Regions from separate parts of the Oncorhynchus mykiss genome. Here region 1 is linked to region 2. The links are chromatin contacts, called in public Hi-C maps. All regions are on one chromosome and are shown on one strand. The core of a region is the stretch at or near the end of the contact, and the rest is flanking DNA. Distances in the headings are between cores, read along the strand shown. Region 1 holds the start of tgoln2 (trans-Golgi network integral membrane protein 2). Region 2 holds the start of LOC110525671 (DNA replication complex GINS protein SLD5).

The links. A called contact is a pair of places that touch in the nucleus more often than the background predicts.
Region 1: a Hi-C map of liver shows a contact between it and region 2, with 5 times the contacts expected there. The contact joins the promoter of tgoln2 here to the promoter of LOC110525671 in region 2. A contact is called at or near these places in 2 of 3 Hi-C or Micro-C datasets (blood and liver).

Annotation. Positions count from the first base shown.
Region 1 is chr6:28,539,644-28,546,349 of USDA_OmykA_1.1, forward strand. tgoln2 (trans-Golgi network integral membrane protein 2) reads left to right here and starts at 3,378. Exons shown (of 5, transcript XM_036979785.1): 1 at 3,378-3,589. The coding sequence starts at 3,532.
Region 2 is chr6:28,410,157-28,416,536 of USDA_OmykA_1.1, forward strand. It overlaps LOC110525671 (DNA replication complex GINS protein SLD5), which reads right to left and starts at 4,317. Exons shown (of 8, transcript XM_021606009.2): 1 at 4,050-4,317; 2 at 3,804-3,890; 3 at 3,579-3,692; 4 at 3,373-3,470; 5 at 3,132-3,220; 6 at 2,892-2,982; 7 at 2,456-2,560. The coding sequence starts at 4,142. The coding sequence ends at 2,464. It overlaps arid5a (AT-rich interactive domain-containing protein 5A), which reads right to left. Exons shown (of 7, transcript XM_021606011.2): 6 at 6,329-6,380; 7 at 4,581-6,186. The coding sequence ends at 4,957.

The DNA of each region.
Region 1 (6,706 bases), core at 2,128-4,627, 130 kb after region 2:
GCATTAGTTGCTGGATTTTGGTGGGAACTGGAACACGTTGTTGTACACGTTTATCCTGAACATCCCAAACGTGCGTAATGGTTGACATATTTGGTGAATATGCAGGCCATGGAAGAACTGGTACATTTTCATTTTAGAGGAATTGTGTACAGATCCTTGTGACATGGGGCCTTGGATTATCATGCTGAAACATGAGGTGATGGCAGCGGATGAATGGCACAACAATGGGCCTCAGGATCTCATCACGGTATCTCTGTGCATTCAAATTGCCATTGATAAAATGCAATTGGGTTCGATGTCCGTTGCTTATGCCTGCCTGCCCATACCATAACCCCACCACCACCATGGGGCACCCTGTTCACAACATTGACATCAGCAAACCGTTTGCCCACACAATGCCATACACGTGGTCTGCAGTTGTGAGGCCGATTGGACGTACTGCCAAAATCCATAAAATTATGTTGGAGGCGGCTTATGGTAGAAAAATGAATATTCAATCATCTGACAACAGCTCTGATGGGCATTTCTTAAGTCAGCATGCCAATTGCACATTTCCTGAAAACTTGAGACATCTGTGGCATTGTATTGTATGACAAAACTGAACATTTTAGAGTAGCCTTTTATTGTCCCCAGCACAAGGTGCACCTGTGTAATTATCACACTGTTTAATCAGCTTCTTGATATGCCACACCTGTCAAGTGGATGGATTATCTTGGCAAAGGAGAAATGCTCACTAACAGGGATGTAAACAAATGTGTGCACACAATTTGAGAGAAGCTTTTTGTGTGTATTAAACATTTCTGGGATCTTTTATTTCAGCTCATGAAACATGGGACCAACATTTCACATGTTGCGTTTTATATTTTTGTTCAGTGTATATCAAGTTTTGCAAATTCATAATATATAACACAAATTGTAGTTCGTAACATATCATACAATTTAATACATACCATACGAAATGTAAATATCATTCAAAATGGAGTGTCCCGGATTTACGTACAGAATAATACGAAATGTGCTGAGACCAGGTTTCAATGTTGTTGGTTCAAATCCCATAAGGAGCGTTTTTTGATCCTTCAAGGTGGATTGGTTTAAGAAATCCATTGTTTTTATTAAGTAAAGGTTTCTTATGTATTTTGTCAGCAGAGCATAGCGGTTGGAGTGTTGGGCCAGTGAACGAAATGTTGCTAGTTGCGTGAAATAGGACAAATATAATTATTATTTTATGGTGTCATATTAAATTACATTGGGATCCATGCCGATCTTACTGTGAACACATTCATATGCAAATACAGAGAGATTCAGTGGGGTCTGACTACTACCATGGAGCTGTTTGTCAATTTGTGCGATAAAAAGCTCTAGATCCTCCTAGGCGCAGCAAAGTAAACATTAAAAGTAAACATTCAATATGTGCAAAAGCCTTGAGATAATCTTCCTTACGGAATCATCAATAAAAGGCAACTTGTTTGAGCACACAACCTGAGATTGTGGGAGTGATAATCATCCAAATGTTAATGAGAGGTATTTTACATCTCAGCTGGAAACGAGAGACCTGTGGATTCTTGTCATGAATGTGTCTTCATTATGGTGTTTGACATTTAGAAAGTTGGATCATCTATCTCATTCTTGAGTTACATTTGCATTCCCTTCTTTAAGGTCAAATGGGTATGAATAATACATTAAGAATGGGGTTCTTAAGCTCACAGCAAGTGATACCTGTCTTCATAGAGGTGCCAGCTGAGTCTTGTCAAACTGGGGGGGAAACAATCAATTAATATCACGTTGAGAAAGCAGGGTAGAAGCAAACACACTGGAACCTTCCAGACACTTCCAACATCCTGATATCTATCGATATGGGCACCAAGATGAGGATAGCAAAGGAAAAAGCAGGCGTGATTGTATAAGTACAGAAATAATGACATATTTGACCCTATATTTGAACCCTGTATGCATGTATTACTTTAGTTGATAATCTGGTAGACTCTTTCCGTTCTGTCTGCAGACAATAACATAATTGAAATTTGAGATAAGCAGCACTACATTTATTTTTTTGCAGCCCTACCCCTCCTAGACAGCCCATGTAGAATGTGGATTACTTACTCATTCTGACTGCTATTATGGCTCATATATAACATTTTATTTGTCACATGCGCCGAATACAACAGGTGAAATTACAGTGAAATGCTTACTTACAAGCCCTTAAACCAACAATGCAGTTTAAAAAAATACAACAACAAAAAAAGTAAGAGATAAGAATAACAAAACATTAAAGAGCAGCAGTAAATAACAATAGCGGGGCTATATACAGGGGGTGCCGGTACAGAATCAATGTGGGGCGGCAGGGTAGCCTAGTGGTTAGAGTAACCGAAAGGTTGCAAGTTCAAATCCCCGAGCTGACAAGGTAAGACATTTGTTGTTCTACCCCTGAACAAGGCAGTTAACCCACTGTTCCTAGGCCGTCAGTGAAAATAAGAATTTGTTCTTAACTGACTTGCCTAGTTAAATAAAGGTTACATTAAAAAAATAAAAGTGAAGGGTTAGCTAAAAGGGTTAAGGTTAGGGTTAGCTAACTTGCAAAGTAGCTAGAAAGTTGTTTGTGATGAAATTTGAACTCACAACCTTTGGGTTACTATACATTTGCGTTATACACCCACCCATCCATCCACGCTGACCAAGTAACCATCTGTCTTATGTAACATTTTATACTAAATGGAGTGTCTCGGATTTACATATAGAATAATACGAAATGCTCTGAGACCAGGTAGCATTTTGGTCTGTAAACATCTCCCATTAGACCTTAGCTGCAAACTGGCCTTTCTCCTATACAGGTTGTGACAGGCTCTAGTAGCTAGCAGGCCTATGCTTATAGGAAATGTTTCACAAATGTAATATGAATCTGTATATATATAGGCGTCTAAACAGACCGGTATAAATATTCTTCTAATATACACTTCTAAGACATATTGGAAAACATGGTTTAATGTGATATTCTATGATACTGGTGATCAACTTCAAGGTTTATCACATCATCAGTAGGCCTGTACTGATCTCTGCTGGATTCCTTTAAATATTGCAATTGGCAGACAAAAAAAATCTACATTTTGGAGCGCTTGGAGTTGTGTGAACGCACATCACATTCAGTTGCATAGCCAACTTTTAATGTACAAAAATCGGATATTGGAAATCGTGAGTTTATCATTTATTTGACAATGATTCAATCTGTGACGTGATATCAGAGGTATATTCATTACGCCTATTCTGTTGCAAAACGTTTCTTAGACGGAAGCAAACGGAAAGAAACGGGGCGGGATCTAGCTGAATTTGTCCAATAGAAACTGTCGTTTTACTCGCAAAACGGAACTGTTTGGACTAATGATTACACTCTTGGTTTTGGCAGATTTGAACAGTAGGAGGAAGAAGGAAGTGTTTATATCAGGATTTGAGTCATCACCTTTGAGCCAAGCATTATTGGGAACTCTTTCCGTAGTAAATTCTTATATCTGACTAGGTTTGTTTTGCCTCAAAGCTACAATGAAAACAATATCTATGTTGTTTATCGTGCTGGTTTATTTGTCTGGTGGTGTCAGAGGTGAGAGTTTTTGTAAAATATTTTTTTTAAATAGCTAGCTAATTTAGCGTTCAATCTGCTAATCTTAATTTGCCTAGACCAGGTGCATGCCATACCTACTATATAACGCTACTTAAACAAATGCTTTACCTCAAGTAACGTTACAATAACTTTGAACAGTCAATCTTTGTTTTTATGCGTGTTGTGTACCGAGACTGGCTATACGTTAGATAATCGATTTGATCTGAGGGATATTTGAACATGAGACAGCTATAGTAAACTCGTACATCGCCTTGATCTGAACAATTGCCCTTATTTTAGCGCCCCCAAAACGTAATACTTTCAGATCAACTGTATTGTTAATACCATTGTAAAGCACAATTTCTCCCCTTTCCAATAGAACCAATTACATGACCTAAACGCTGCCCGTTTCTGCATGATTCAAGACAGCAATGAGCCCCATTGGGTCTTTTTAAAAATGTCAGGTGGGGAAGCGAAACTAATGCGTGATAGTGAAAAGAGGATATGTGTGGGAAAATGGCTTTTTTTCACTTGAGCTGTCCAATTTATCACCTTATCGCCTCTAAAATGTAAATAAAACACTAAAGAGTTTATATAATGTGTCATTACATACCTATTTGAAGGTTTGTGTCGAATTTTAATCAGGTTTTTAGGGCGGTGCTAAAGTGATCTTAGAAGTAAACAGCGGCTTTGAGAATGATGATTGCAAAAAATGACTAGGTATCCCTCCCTTACCCCGTCCATTGTTTTTAAAGGATGAGAGAAGTGCTACACCTGGTGGAGAGAGATTGTAAAACAGAAATAGTTGCTTTATGCGTGCTGTACGTTACGACACGTCAAGATGTAACGGAGGGTCAGTTTTTTTCAACTTTTCTCCAATACTACAGAGCCATTACCATGTCGCTCAACGCTTGAATAGAAACCTAGTTCACACCCCCGATTTTGAAGTCAACACAGTCCCATTAGTTTTCTTTGTAGCCTCGTTTGAATGTTGCGGTTGCGCACATTTGTACAGAATGGGGTGAGTTTACGTTAGCTAACGTTAGCTAGCTACCCCAATGACGTGGGCCAATTTACATAGCGTCTATGAATGGGTTATAGCAAAACTAACTACTTTTTAGTGCCTTTTGACAAAACACCGATTGGGGCCAAACAGACTGGGTTAGTTTAGGGTGCGTTCTTAAATTGACTCTGGCTATCTACTCCGATTTCAGAGCACTCTCGTCTGATGCCGTATGCCCACCAGAGGCACATGCGTTTTGCTGTATGTTTTTGCCAGATGTCTGTATTTGCTGCACATGTGCTTCACAAGGCTTCAGAGCGTTTTGAAGCATGGGATAAAATAATTTTCGCCCTGTTCGACCAAAGCTAATAATTTGAACAGATTAAAGTTATTATCCTATTCACCTAGTTTTTTATTAGGCTGGCAGAGCTACCAACAGGCTGGTAAACAGAAGGGTGCATTGCAACAATTAATCTAGTTTGTTTCTATTCTCCTGTCACTCATCACTAGAGACATCAATACATTGAACTGGTTGTTCAGATATAGAGTACTGATTTCAAATCACTAGCTTGTCCTGCATGATGGCAGGCTAAATTGTGCACAGCACAGTTCTGTGCGTAATTAATTTCGCACACCATTCTGTTTGCTGGTTTCCTGAAAACTAGCCAACAGGGCGCACTACCCAAGTGTAGTAATGATGAATTGTCTGTGTCATTCTTACCTGAGACAACTTTCTAGTCGTTCAGCCGGTCTCTTCTCTAACTACACAATAGTCATCATCATTTGGAACTGTATGGTGTCACCCCCGCCATGGGAACTTTTATGATCTTGCGTTTGTACCACCGCAAAGTCATGCAGTGCACAAGTTGAAAATATTGATTGCACGCGGTACATGGAATACACCGCACCCTAGTGCGGCATCCCAAATGTAGCGTTGCAGACTGCTCTATTGACAATGAATGACGCCTTGATCACACCGACAGGATCATTACGCAAAATGGTACACAGCATCATCTGGATATGTGTGCAACAAAAGTTCAACATTTACCTTCTACCATTTCTGTCAAGCCGTTTGATGCATATGTTTGATAAATCCAACACGGGACAACTGCAACTGCTTCTGCAAGGCAAACGTAATGTTCCATTGAAAATGAATGTACCTCTGGTGTACCAAAATGCAAAAACACTGTTGGGGTGATCGAGGCTTGACTTCCGCAGGAACGCAAAAAGTTGAATGCATCTGTTGGACATGAAGCTTGAGTTAGGCTGGACAATAGAACGAGTCAAAATTCACCCAAAGCTGAAAAACGGAATCGAACGTTCGCAGAGCCTGTTTTGACTGGAGTGAAGCTTAGAATTCCATTTAGTCTAAATGGCACCAAAACAATGTATCCCTTTTTATTTTACCACTACAATCTGTTCTTAGGATGAAACTGAAAAAATAACAACTTGTGTAGAAAGTAAACATCCGCACCTCAATGGTGCCAAGTGTGCTTGTCTGCATAACGAGGAAGTAGGGAAAAAATTGTAACTTCTGACTATTTCTGGACTAGCGTTTGATGACAACGAGATACACTGCCCAGCCTTACATAATTAGAGAGGAGATTCTCATGATTAAAATGGTGTACAGTTAATTCAAATCTAAATATACATATTGCGAGATATTTGGAAAATAGACAGACATACCTATATTTCCCTATAGTAAACAATGGGACGACCTCAGAGTAACATGAGTAATTTTTGTTTACATTTTAAATATAAACAACGTGAGCAGGTCTCCATTGCCAACTATAGCAATGCTGCCATTGTTACATAGTACAACGAAATTGGATTAGAATGTTCGGAAGGCGAGTTGGTGCCACAGTGCTCAATAGAACTAATAGGAGCTGGCAGGGTCAAAAAGGCCCTAAAATAATGCCTGTTTTTTTTTCGTGATTACTTCAAAACTACGGCAGGCAGCTGGGATATGGTAATATTATGAAACTGGGCTCCACCGCGGATGTAATGAACTACTTTTTATTAGAAAAAAGCATTGTTAAACATTTCATGTGTCCAGCCTACTTGAGTGTGCCAGAGCGTAGAATAACTGATGAATTTACAACACCCGTTGAATA
Region 2 (6,380 bases), core at 3,067-5,566:
TGTAATGATGCAGGCGTGTTCCTGAACAGCTGGTGTCTTTGTGGACCATTGGTGCACAGTTTATGGCTGATTAACCATAACTTAACTAGGGGCAATGTGGGACAAGGTCCTATTTCTTAGACTTAAATACCATGGTGTCAAAAATATTAACTTCTTATGGCTGGGAGCAGTATTGAGTAGCTTGGATGAATAAGGTGCCCAGAGGTACCCAGAGTAAACTGCCTGCTACTCAGTCCGTTGCTAATATATGCATATTATATTTGGATAGAAAACACTCTGAAGTTTCTAAAACTATTTGAATGATGTCTGTGAGTATAACAGAACTCATATGGCAGGCAAAAACCTGAGAAAAAAATCCAACCAGGAAGTGGGAAATCTGAGGTTGGTCATTTTTCAACTCATTCCCTATTGAAGATACAGTGGGATATTGGTCATGTTGCACTTCCTAAGGCTTTCACTAGATGTCAACAGTCTTTAGAACCTTGTTTGAGGCTTCTACTGTAAAGGAGGGGCTCATAAGGGCTCTTTGAGTCAGTAGTCTGGCAGAGTGCCACAAGCTTGTGACGCTCGTTCACGTGAGAGTTAGCTCACATTCCATTGCATTTCTGAAGACAAAGGAATTCTCCGGTTGGAACATTATTGAAGATTTATGTTAAAAACATCCTAAAGATTGATTCTATACATCCTTTGACATGTTTCTACAGACTGTAACGGAACTTTTTTACATTTCGTCTGCTCCTAGTGAACGCGCTTCGTGAGTTTGGATTTGTTTACAAAACGCACCAACAAAAGTAGCTATTTGGACATAAATTGACATTATCGAACAAAACAAACATTTATTGTGGAACTGGGATTTCTGAGAGTGCATTCTGATGAAGATCAAAGGTAAGTGAATATTTGTAATGTTAATTCTGACTTCTGTTGACTGCACAATATGGCGGATATCTTTTTGGCTTGTTTGGTCTCTGAGCGTCGTACTCAGATTATTGCATGGTTTGCTTTTTTCATAAAGCTTTTTTGAAATCTGACACAGCGGTTGCATTAAGGAGAAGTGTATCTAAAGTCCATGCATAACACTTGTATTTTCATCAACATTTATTATGAGTATTCCTGTAAATTGATGTGGCTCTGCAAAATGGAACTACTGAACACAACACGCCAATGTATACTGAGATCTTTTTAAATAAATATGAACTTTATCGAACAAAACATATGTATTGTGTAACATGAAGTCCTATGAGTGTCATCTGATGGAGATCAAAGGTTAGTGATGAATTTTCTCTATTTCTGATTTTCGTGACTCCTCTCTTTGGCTGAAAAAAATGGCTGTGTTTTTCTGTGACTTGGCTCTGACCTAACATAATCGTTTGTGGTGCTTTCGCCGTAAAGCCTATTTGAAATTAGACACTGTGGTGGGATTAAAAAGAAGTGTATCTTTAAAATGGTGTGAAATACTTCTATGATTGAGGAATTTTAATTATGGGATTTCTGTGGTTTTGAATTTGGCGCCCTGCACTTTCACTGGCTGTTGTCATATCGATCCCGTTAGCGGGATCACAGCCCTAAGAAGCTTTTAATTCCAGTCTTTAAACATAAATCTACACATTTATTTCCTTTGCTATCAACAATTGATATGGTTTACAAACCCAGAATTTAAATCATATATGGTCAAGGCAGCAACAGCATGCAAAATACAAATGTATGCTTGGCAATGACATGCATGTATCCCTCAACCTTATTACATACATGTAGACACTATGAAGTGCCATTCATGTATTCCTGTGTCCTCCTCACACCAAAGGTATCTCTCACTTGTAGCCTTAGTGATCCAATGATCATCATTACAATTATAAGCAGGCTTCATGTGAGAGATATGTCCTCAGGTACACAACATTTCAACAAGTCAGTAATATATTTGCAGACATTCTAGTTAATGCCCCGCCCTTGGCGAGTTGGAGGTCCACAAATAATGTCCATAACTCCTTCCTCAATGTACTGCAAACAGTGTAGTTAATGTTCAATGAAGGGAGTCAGTGTTCCTCCGGTCATCCACCATCACAGTTGGAGACTAATAACCCCATCTGAACCAAGGACAGGAGGCTCCTAAAACATAGCCCAAATAGAGTAGGTATATTATTACAGAGACCGATCTGTGCAAACGTGTTAATATACGGCCTAAGTGACGATTTTCTTGCAGTTCACTGGCAAATTGCCTCATTGTTTAACAGGTATTATGCTGTTCAAGCAAACGTTCTGAGAATTTCCAGCTTAGTTAGTTCCCAAGAGACCATGTTGATGGCAAAAAAATAAAAATTATGACAGTACAAAACAGTCGTATGAAAGATTTGGATTTGAATCATGCACACTTCAACATATTCAAAAACATAGTATGGATTAGTGTGTGTGTCATGGATAAAGACATGAGGGAAATCAGTGTGGCCTATAAATTGAGTACCTTGACAGTTAAATTAGCTGTACTGCTCCACTTGAAACCAGGGGTGCTATAGAGCGATACCGCATCAGATGCTGAGAATCCACATCAAGATCCACAACATACTCTCTGAAAGAAAATATTGGACCAGAAAATTCAATGGAGTTCTTAGTAAACGGCCGGGCATTTCAATCAATAAGAATACACTGTCCGTGGAGTAAGCTTGTACAATATTCTTGAGGATAGTAACAGTAAAAAAAAAAACATGTTATATACAGACACATGCTGCCACCTTCTGGATCTACAGAATACTGCAAAATAACTTCCAATGTGCTCCTCTTCACAACAGGAATCAAAACTTCTATTCTTGACACATTATCATCAAAGTGAGATAGGTAGAAAGCCTATTCCAAGCTGTAGCACCAATCAATCAGTCCAATGATCATATGCGATACTGTACCTCTGATCATCTGTCTCAGGTTCCACCAAGATGTTTTCCTGTCTCTCCCTCACACGTAGGAACACAAAGGAGTCCAGACAAGGCTCTGGTACTGGGAACATTTCATTTGACATTGCAGTTAATCACATGACAAGAGAATGCAATGCTTCCATCCATGAACATTATGCCACTGATGAGTTTTTTTACAAGCAGTCATTTGAATATTGGAATAGCTCATCTAAACATCGTGCTAGGACTCACCTGCTTTCAGCATATCCACTGTCTGTAGATTGGGGGGCATGTGTTTCAGAGCTACAGCCTTCAGATAGGTCTCTGTGTTGGCCAGATATCTACATGGAAGAGAGGGAACACATCACTAATGTTGCAAACATATTATTATTATAATAATAGAAGTAAATATGACATCAAAAGCAACTCAATGACCTTCCTCCAGGGATGGTCATTGTAACTGCAAGCCACAACACGTCACTATAACACTCACTCTTTGGCAAAAGCAAACTCCTCTGGAGACAGGAACGAAGGATCTCCCTCCACTCGAGACTTCTCTTTCTCCAACACATGTGGGAAAAACTTCTCAATCTACACAGGCAACAGAGGACCAGAGAGAAAGGTGTCAGTCTGAGCACTGATTTATAGTCCTTCTCACTAGAAGATGATCATATCATGCTGGGTTGTTGTTGGCATTACCTTTTGGAGGCGAGAGCGGAGGTAGCTGCTGAGGACAAAGCGGATCCTGTCAATCTCCATGCGGTGGACACTTGCCTTCACATCACCCCTCCTAACCCGCTGCAGGTTGGCCTCCTGTCAATGGAGACAACACAACATAGAAGTCCTGTTATTACTGGTATCTCACTGCTCACCGAGACAGCTGCTGCACCCCTCAGTTATTTGAGGAACCCCACCACCATTTACCATGTGAGTCAGCTGCTCCATCACACACTCTCCCATCTCTGACTTGTTCTCCAGAAGCTCAGGAGAGAACCTCTCATTCAGCCAGGCCTGGGGGACAGAGGAATACACAAAGTCCACTTTACATAGGAGCAGCAGCAGTGCTAAATACGTTTTTTTGTTTTGACAGGATCCGTGCATTGCAAAACGTATCGGTCTGGCTACAGTATTTTAGTGAACATGGCTAATTAGCTAGCTAGCTAACGTTACCTCTTCCAATTTCCCAATCAGCTCCGCTGGAGTCATCACATCTTCTTGGCCATCATCTCCTCCGCTGGCATCATCAGACAACGTATCCGACATCCTATACTTGCTTAGCCTACACAAAATGTGGTACTCTATTAAACTAGCTACGCAGAATGTTACTTTTTTACATTATATCTAGACAACACTGTAAATGACGTCGACAGCTCATTAACCTCCTCAGAAACAAGAGTCGCACACTTCCGGTTAAAGTTCGCGCCAACCGAAAGCAGTGCGTGATGACGTCTGTAGAGGTTCAAACATGCGCAAAAAATGCGCAGTCAGAGACGGTAAACAAATCCATCCGTAATCTCTGCCCTAGTGTTTGGTTTACAAAATAATGTTTTATTATTATTATTTGCAAAAAAGCATGCGTTTATTGGCATTAATGAAATACAGTGGTCTACTTTCCATGGATTAAGTGCTGCACGTCCCCTCAACTAATTAAAATAAATGTCGAAAATTACAAATGACCATGGTTATTTACTTACCAAAGAATGCAGACTTGGATCAGACAGGAATTATTTTAGATTTTATTCAGAATAAACAATTACATCTGTGTTGTTTCATATTATTTCCATGCAAAATAATTTTATCATACAATAAAAAAACGTACATAGCAGTAAACCAGAGGGCTATTGTTACAAATACAGAAAGATGAGTCCTTTTTATTAGTGCAATTCTATCAGTTGCCACAGTGGGGAGCCCATCTCGGGATAATAATCACAACAACGTTTCTCTGTTGATCACTCACATAGAATGCAGCTGTGTTCGAGTCAAGTTTAGAAAATGTCTAGAACGAAGCAGGTACTGTCATTATCTCCATTTGACTTGTCACATTGTCTATAAGCTCTGCGAGAGGTAGGCTGGGCTATCACAGCCTAGTTTGAGGATAATGCACGCCAGTGATGCTGTAACCAGTATGGGGATTCAACATAGGAATGGAATAGGGATAGGAGTAGAGAGCAGGCTCATAAGGGGAAGCATTGGTGTGTCCCGTTGCGGCATGACGGTACATAGGGTTGATCTGGGACTGAGGCAGTCTGTTGGTGGATAGAAATAATGGGTGTACAGGTGGCTTCTGTCCAGAGTCTCCCCTTGTCCTGTCATAGGCTGGGACGAGGTAGGACACTGGTATGCTGACATTAGAGTGGAATACAGGTTGTTGCGTTGGAAGTGGCTTTGGCAACATTGTCGTGGACTTCTCCTTTTTCTCTGTCTGATAATGTCGAGGGACCATATGTAGTTTCTTAGTATAGATCAGATCATTATCATGTAACATGGGCCTATTTGGGTTCTGATGGAATGTGTAACCTGGTCGAAAGGGTATAGGCCGCAAAGGCTCTATAGATTTGGGATAAACTTTAGTGAAACTGGAGGTGGATGGAACCAAGCAAGACCTAACAGTATACGTGCAGGACGTTGGTGGGGATATTTGGTGAGCTGGACGTCTGTTACTCCCATTGCAGACAGGGCTCCATACAGAGTTTTTACTCTGACCTTTGATAGAAACTGTGTCACCCAGTAGAGGGCTGACCTGAGGGAAATCTCTTTGTCCTCCAGGGAAGCCAACATATTTCTTGACATCAGGGCTGCAGCTCTGAGGCTTGTGGACCCCACTGCAGGCAGATATTGGGTTGCTGGAAAAAGGAAGAGGTACTTCTGGTTTTGGAACTGGGGGCCTCTCTTCAGTTAGTGCTGGACAGTCCTCAGAGGAGATGGAGTAGGGGGATGGGCTACGGGAAGAGGAGGACGACGGAGGGAGAGGAGAGCCCTCCGAGGTAGTGCGTGTCCGGCTAGAACGGACCAGCCCTGGGGACTGGGAGCAGTGGATCACAGAGGGCCTGCCCTTACGGTCCTCCTGTTTGGGGCTCTGACAGTCCTGGGACTGACTCAGGCTGGCCTGGGCCATACGCTTCTTCTTCTCCAGAGGGGAGATGATGTCTGAAGCAGAAGACTGGACCTGACCTGGCTGGGATAGGGAGTACGCAGAGGAAGAGAGGTCGTCACTGACGGTAGTCTCATTGTTTGGTGGAGGACGGTCTGGGTGGAGCCTTTCAGATGGAGTGGTCCATGGAGACGATGGAGTAGAGTGTAGCTGGCCCTGAAATAATACAACATGGAGAGTTCACTTCCAGTCGTACAGTTTGGGGTACAGTAACTGTATGACAATCATAGGCTGGATTAATAGAAAACAGCCAGTGAGTTTTATGACAATAGTCACAAACAGGTGAAAAGTGAAGTACCTCAGAGTCCGTCTCCTTTTCCAGATGGGGCCTCTTCCTCTTGCCCTCAGAC